2 separate regions of the Mus musculus genome follow, and region 1 is linked to region 2. A link is a contact called in public HiChIP or PLAC-seq data. All regions are on one chromosome and are shown on one strand. Each heading gives the region's core, a stretch centred on a gene start, on an enhancer-like site or on the middle of the called end of the contact. The rest is flanking DNA. Distances are from core to core; before and after follow the strand shown.

Region 1 (3,509 bases), core at 105-2,604, 220 kb before region 2:
TTAGTAGCCTTGTTAGCCTGCTTCAAGTCTCCTGCTCTTTGTATATCTGCCAGGGGCAGAGCACAAGAGTGCTCATGTCCATGACCCAGCCTCCTAATTCTGTCACAAAGGGTCATGGCTCTCCTCTGCTCTTCCAGAGGGTGGCTCAAATCAGAGAGAATCCAGTGGGATGTTAGTGAATAGTTATATTTGTGGGTATCATTCTCAAAACACAGGTGAGTTGGAAAATCCATCTTCTGCAGACCTACAGAGACTCAGCCAGGATAGATCCAGCGGGCCAAGGGGTAAGAGTCAAGTGGGACCTCCGCTCCTGCTGGTTTATCCTGCTTTGGCCCTTTGGTGGTGGTGGTGGTGGGTGGCAGGGACTCTGATTTAATTGATTCATTAGTGCTACCATGTTAATCTGTTAATAGCAAACAGAACAATTCTCTTATCAACCAATTCTAAAGGGCCCAAGTTCATGCTGAAAATGAACTTTGCATACCTGGAAGGTAGTGGAGCTCACTGTGGCTTGGGCATCAGTTAACAAATGGAAGCAGCAAAACTGTTTTTACTTGAATCCCAGTGCTTGAACACCCCCTCCCCCAAGTTTGATATTTTTAAATTTTGGACTAAAGTAAGTAGAATACTGAGAATTAGTTGATGATCTGTAGAAAATGAGATTTTTATATCCTGTGTAGAATATTCCTGACACTAAGGTTATAGCAGATGTCCTAGCGATACCAAGTGCTGTAGCTGTTCATCAATATAGCTCTTTCTGAATCCTTTCTAGACCTTTTCCCCTTTGGATTTCCTGGTTTTTAGTACTCTGGAAGGAATGTCCATGAATAAAAGCATCAAGGCAAAAGGTGCACTGAGCAACATTTAATACGTTACTAAGAGAGCCTCAGTGGAGATCTGGGAGGTAGACACTTCTATAACTAATCCCTCAGCATTCCTGTTGTTGTTTTCCCAGCAAACACTTTCTTGTTCTGAAGCACTCTGTGTAAAAAGGACAGGTGAGTGGTCACAGAAGGTATGAGCTGCCTCCTGAGGCAGGTCCCCTTTCACCGCAAGTGTGCATGCATAGGATGGCAGCCTTGTTAGGGACGTTACAGGGGCACTGGGCATCAAAGCCATGTGTTGACAGTTCAGCTATTAGCATTCTATGATGCTGCTCGTCAGTTCTCTACACATGCGGGCTTCGTGGTTGTATTTCGTGTGTGTGCTCTGTCTCTTCACATGGCTGTCCAGTACCTAAAGTTAAGAACATGTTGTGTATCCCTGTAATTGCAGCAGGCCCTGCACATGGTGTCCCCTGACTGTAGACATGTTGTGAGTTCTTGTCAGTGAAGAGGAGGCTACTGATTTCCTGTTAGGCTATGCACATGGCAGCATTTGCTATGACTAAGGTTAAGAACTACTGTGGATAGGGGTGTGGCTTAATGTTTAAGAGCACATGCTGTTCTTTGTTTTTATTGAAAATAGATCTTTTTTCATACCCTATGTTTCCCCTCCCCCAGCTCCTTTCGCTTCCTCTTCACTTTCCCTCCCATCTGGATCCATACCCTTCCTGTCTCTCATTCAAAAACAAACCGCATCTAAGGAATAATAACAAAATAAAACAAAACAAAAACAAACATCTTGGAATAGGACAAAGCAAACAGAAGAAAAGGCATAAGGAACACAGACAGATGCACAGACACACTCATTCACACACACACACACACACATAGCAGTCCTATAAAAGGACAAAAATGGGAGCCATATTTATACAAGAGGACCAGTAAGGCTAAGGGGAATGCCCAGATACAAACAAACAAATGGGAGCCTTCTGGAGGCAAGGGGCTGCAGATGCCATGGAGTTCATTTTGTGACGGCCATCTACCTCTGTGTCTGGGACCTACCCTTAAGTGTGATTTGTTTTCCCAGTGAGAGTCTCTTGGAGAAAACTAATTTTTAACTTGTAAGTGGTTATCGGTTGGAGATAGCTTTCGGGGGCAGTATGAGAGCATGTGTCCGTGTCTCCTCTCAGCTTAGAAGTGCTGCAGTCTCTGTGAGATCATGTATAGGTACATACTGTTCTTACTGAAGACCCCAGTTTGGTTCCCTGTCTCAACACTGGGTAGCTTCTAACTGCCTGTAACTTTAGTTCCTGGAAATTCTAATAACTCTAGCCTCTGAAGGCACTGAACTCATGTGTACATACCCAGCCGTCTTACATACAGGTAAAAATAAATCTATACATAACAACAATAAAGACCAATACCCTTAAACTCCGAATACACACAAATAATAAAATAATATTTCTTTAACCAACCAACCAACCAACCAACCAACCAATCAAAAACTCCTATGGGGCTGGAGAGATGGCATAGCAACTAAAAGCACTTGCTTTTTTAGAGGATCAGAGTTTAAATCCTAGGTCCTAAGCTTCAGTGACTCCAGTGCCCTCTTATGGCCTTTATGGGCACAAACACATGTGGCATTCATGCACACAGACACAAAAATATAAAAATCTTTCTAAAAAGCATTATGATTTCCCCCCATTTGCCTCTTAGTGCCAAAAGGCTAGGGGCTACAAGAATCAATCGAAGATTGCTTTTAAAAATCTTTCTTCCAAGCTGGGCATGGTGGCATACACCTTTAATCCTAGCATTTTGGAGGCAGAGACAGGCTAATCTCTGAGTTCAAGGCCAGCCTGGTCTACAGAGTGAGTTCCAGGACAGCCAGGGCTACACAGAGAAATCCTGACTTGAAAAACAAAATCAAACAAATGCAAACAAACACAATTTCTCTTCCTTCTCTGCTGCCTTCTCTTTCCCATCCCTACCTCCACTTTGGTTTAACTTTTTGGATGCCTGCCATCTGCCAGGTACTGTGCCAGGGTTATGTTCAAAGTGTTCATGAAGATCAATTATTAAATATATGCTCCTAGCTGCCCTGTTTCTGAGGGAAAGTTATTGACAGCCAGAGAAGTGGGGACTATCTCAGTTATTGTCCTCTGGAGTACTGGGGCTGAAGCTGGCCGAAAGCCTGGGTCCCAGACTGCTCAATCTCTATTACCCCTTCTGAGCAGAGAAAGCAGCACACTGTGCAATCAGGACTGTACTGGACATAAGATCTCTTTGGGCAATGTAGTGGTGTCCTCAGTCATGTTATACAATGTAAACCATTTAGCCATAGTCAATACTGATTAGATTTTCCCACTGCTAAGTGATGTACACCCCAGAGGTTTGTTTCTAAAATGGAAACATTAGAGCAAATGCTAACGGTTACTGTTCATGTTTCACCTCCCTGACTCTGTTAGTTCACAGGCTGTGGTGACCATTGTGTTTCCTTTCAGTGTCGTTCTTAGGACCTCTGAACATTGAACATCGAGGGAAATGCTGGGTAATTTTTTGTGGGAGTACCTTGGTTGTAGGAATATATCCAGTCCTTATGGCAGCCATCAGCTGCTGTGACCACACACTATATCCTCTTTTCTGGGCATATGACAAAACAGAGTTGGCTTTCTGATGCTATACAGG
Region 2 (3,723 bases), core at 157-2,656:
GCCAATTTTGATTTTCTGGGGGCAAATGCCATTAGGTTACAGTAGAATATTTCTTTTACGAATCATTGCATTCTAAAAATATGTTTATGAGAGATAAGAGCCTAATCTTCTCTCTCAATAATATCTTCCCCGGGTTTGAGGGAAGGTATGTGCTGACCTTGTAACTCAAACGCTTCATGACGTGTTCTCCTTTTCTTTAGTCTCTGTATGCGTTTGTATGGAATCAAAGCTCTTTCTTCCTTAAATGTTGCCGACTTCTCCAGGAGACTGGCTCAGCTTGGATTTTTTTATTATGGAAGGATCAGCAGCTGAACCCTCACTTTCTCTAAGGAACATGCAACTCCTTAGTTTTGTCTTATTTATTCATTTCAGTTTTGGAGAGCTGCTTCTTCCAAGAATATCTTCCTTTTATCTAAATTTTCAGCAATATTGGCAAAGGCTTATGTGCAAAACATTATACATCATCTTAACATCTATGCACCATGACCTAGCGTTCACAGTTGGCAGTCTCACGGAGGTTATTTATGGCTTTGCTCATTATTTCCTGATCAAACTTTTCAAGATGCCGAAGCTCTCACTGAATCTCTCTAGTGCTCTTGAGTTTTGCAGCTTTCCTGTCTTAATTTTATTTTTCTTTATTATTTATTTTTCTTCTAACTTCTTTGGGTCTGTCTATTTCTAGATTCTGAATATTATCATTTGGATAAACAATTCTTTGTTTTCCAGTACATACAGCTATAATTACAAACTTCCTTTAAAATCTTACTCTAGCTGCATCTCATAATTTTAAATGATGCATTTTAACTTATATTCAAAGATGTTTTTTAAGTTTATTTTTCATAAATTGCTGCTTTGTTTTTACTAGTATTTATTAAAATGTGTTTAGTAATGTATATATGTAAAAGGTTTTCACTGTGACATTTTCTTACATGTGTACAAAGAACTTTAATCTTACGTCCCCCTTACCCTCTCTGACTCTCTGCATACACACATATGAGAGAATGTGATTGCTTTCTTTCTGAGACCAGTTCATCTGTCTTAATGAAATGACCTCTACTTCTCTCCATTTTCCTGCCTTGAAGCAGAAAATGTGTGACTAGCCAGATTGGGTGCCTACAGGCGACTTTTTGAGTATAATTCTTGAATACGATAAAATGTCCATTATTTAACTCAAGTCAGCCATTCTCTACTTCTCAAACCTATCCTAGATAGATTTGTGGTTAGAGGTGATGGTTTATCACTTAAGAAAAAAAAGTCACAAGTACTGCTTGTTTAGTTAGTAAAAGAGATACACTCTTGAGTTAGAAGGCTAGAAAGCCACATGCTTAAACTGTCTTTGTATCCTTTGTTTGTCTGGCAAACCTATTTATGTGGGTCTGTTTTAGCACACGGGACAAATCTCTACATAGGTATAGCTGGCATGTTCATCTATGCATTGCTTCAGTGAGTAACAATTTGTCTCTTTGGTTGCCCAGGTTGTGTTCCTGCATTAAAAGGTAGGTTGCTGGGACGTCTGGAAGGTCTCAAACCACCTTCTTCCCACTGATAGCTACTGATGATGGCTGGCTGTTGGGAGCTTAGCTGGGGTTGCTCACTGGTGACCTTGTTTTTCTTGCCAGTGGACTTCTCCACAGCTCTCTGGGTTTCCTTCCTGTGTGGGAGCTGGGCTTCAAGTAGGAGCATTACAGTTTAGTCCTAGAACTTCCCTCCTGCAGAATTCTAGTGTCCCAAGTCACTCTGGTTTGGGCATCTTGTTGACATTCTGGGAAGCAGAGTGAAAAGCACACGCCGCATCGTATTTCCAACTCCTCCATAGTTTAAACTTATCATAGACCAAAACATTAAAAAGAAATAGGTCACAGAGTCCAGCCAGAATTAAGTGAAGAGGAAACACATTCCATCTTAAAATAGGGACATGACAGAGTTCTAAGAGCTAATCTTGCCTGGGCCTGGTGGGGCACACCTGTAACCCCAGCACTTAGTGGGAGGAAGGAAGATCAGGGATTTCATGTTATTGTTGGAAGCATAGAGAGTTCATAGCCATTTTGGGCAAAATTAGACCTGTCTCAGAACAATAACAAAAACCATGTATAATGACACTGTTTGTCACCTGATAAGTGGGCTTCACAGCCTGTTTTGTACGTTGTAAGCATAACAAGTATAACATGATGTGTGTGTGTGTGTGTGTGTGTGTGTGTGTGTGTACACGTGCATGTACATGTACATGTGTGGTATGTCTGTCAATCTGCCTGTCTACCACTTGATCAATCTATAGGCACTTTTTAGTCTTGGGTAATTTTTCAACAAAAAATTTAAAATCTTCCCTTTTCATATTTGAAGCAATTTTGATCAGTTTCATTTATTCTTACATAAATCTCATTTTGTGAAAATTGTCACAAAGAGTAGGTTGTACCAGACCATGGAGCAGTCAGTGACTTGACCACTGGGCCATGCTGACCCAGAGACAGAATTGTCCACAGAGTGAAAATTGTAAATGAACTCAAGTGAGCAGTGTTTTGTTGCAAACAACCAGCTCTCTGGATAGCACATTATATATTGTAAAGGAATTTTAATCCAATAACATGACTGCTCTGGCAAGGGATCACATCCAAAGACCTAGGTCTACATGATCCAGTCGGAATGTAGACACACCACACACATTTAATCCCTCTGCCTGGAATACAGCAGGAATACAGCATGCCCATAGTACACTCCTTTAATCCCTAACAGTGAAAGTAAGGTTAATTTGTAGAAGAAAGCAGCCATGCTTGAAAGTGATGTTTAATAAATGGGCAGACAAAGTGACAAATCAAGGAAAGATATGATGGACAGAGTTAAAGATAGTATATGAGACAACTCATGAGAACAGTCAAAAAAGAGAAGCTACTTAAGAGCAGAGCAGAAGGAACACAATCAAGGGACAAAGAGAGACAGAGACAGAGGAGGCAACTTTTACAGATACATGTTATAGACAAAACAAGCTAGACACAGGTGAAAATAGAATGAGCCAGAGAATAAGGAGCCAAAAATTAGAATATATTGTCAAAGTTATTATGAGACCAAGCAGAGCAATTCAGTCAGAAGCTGAGAGAAGCCAGACTGAATCAGTCAACTTAGAGAAGAGTTTTGAGCTATAAGAGCTGAGTTGAACCAGCCAGGCAGAGTTCAGAAAGTTCTAGAAAGGGTGAGTTTATTCAGCAGTAAGCCTCTGAGATGACAATTATATCTGGTGGATAAAGGTTACATTTACAGTCATCTCTGCTAGTCATCTCTGTTGATCTGGGAGGGAGCTAGCATATCACAGAACACCACTGTATTTAACACTCAGCTGTGATTTTCTGTGACTTATTTTTAACATCTCAGAACTTATTTACAGCTGTGTTTTACCTCCTGCCTCGGCCTCCCATCCAGTCGTAATTTGAAGTGAAGCTCTAAATCCATTTTCTCTCCTTTTGACTCTCCTTCACACCCCAGCATGGAAATACGAAACTTATGAGGACAGAGTAGGGAGTCTTGGATTAGTTGGCACGGGAATTCTGCTTTTTTTGCTTAGCAAAGCTCCAAATTCACGAGTGAGATCTATATTTTATTTCTTTTGTGCTATCTAGATCAGTTTTGGTGTGCAAAGTTTTCAAAACTGAGTTGGAGGTGTGAAAAAAGTAAATTGAAAGTACTTCCCTCTTTTTCTGCTCAGCAATCATTTCCGCAGCACAGCAATCAGCA

Evidence for each region. HiChIP or PLAC-seq counts read pairs in DNA pulled down with a chosen protein or histone mark.
Region 1: an H3K4me3 HiChIP or PLAC-seq map of the SCID.adh cell line shows a contact between it and region 2, with 16 read pairs. The contact joins two enhancer-like sites. A contact is called at or near these places in 1 of 15 datasets of contacts at CTCF or cohesin (stem cell-derived epiblast-like cells), 10 of 484 Hi-C or Micro-C datasets (bone marrow-derived macrophages, cerebellar granule neurons, cerebellum and 6 more), 15 of 115 datasets of contacts at active chromatin or transcription factors (PVALB interneurons, the SCID.adh cell line, Th17 cells and 12 more) and 4 of 9 other capture datasets (adipose tissue, liver, macrophages and 1 more).

The regions. Positions count from the first base shown.
Region 1 is chr10:25,194,441-25,197,949 of GRCm38.p6, reverse strand. All of the region lies in intron 7 of Akap7 (A kinase (PRKA) anchor protein 7), which reads left to right. Among named protein-coding and RNA genes, the nearest start is that of Gm36313, 42 kb to the right of the region's middle. Within about 2 kb of position 1,354, at least 3 of the 459 cell types and tissues checked have an H3K27ac peak or open chromatin away from gene starts, as enhancers often do. A contact at or near this core is called in the SCID.adh cell line, where this site is marked.
Region 2 is chr10:24,974,299-24,978,021 of GRCm38.p6, reverse strand. No RefSeq gene overlaps it. Among named protein-coding and RNA genes, the nearest start is that of Gm36228, 16 kb to the right of the region's middle. Within about 2 kb of position 1,406, at least 1 of the 459 cell types and tissues checked has an H3K27ac peak or open chromatin away from gene starts, as enhancers often do. A contact at or near this core is called in the SCID.adh cell line, where this site is marked.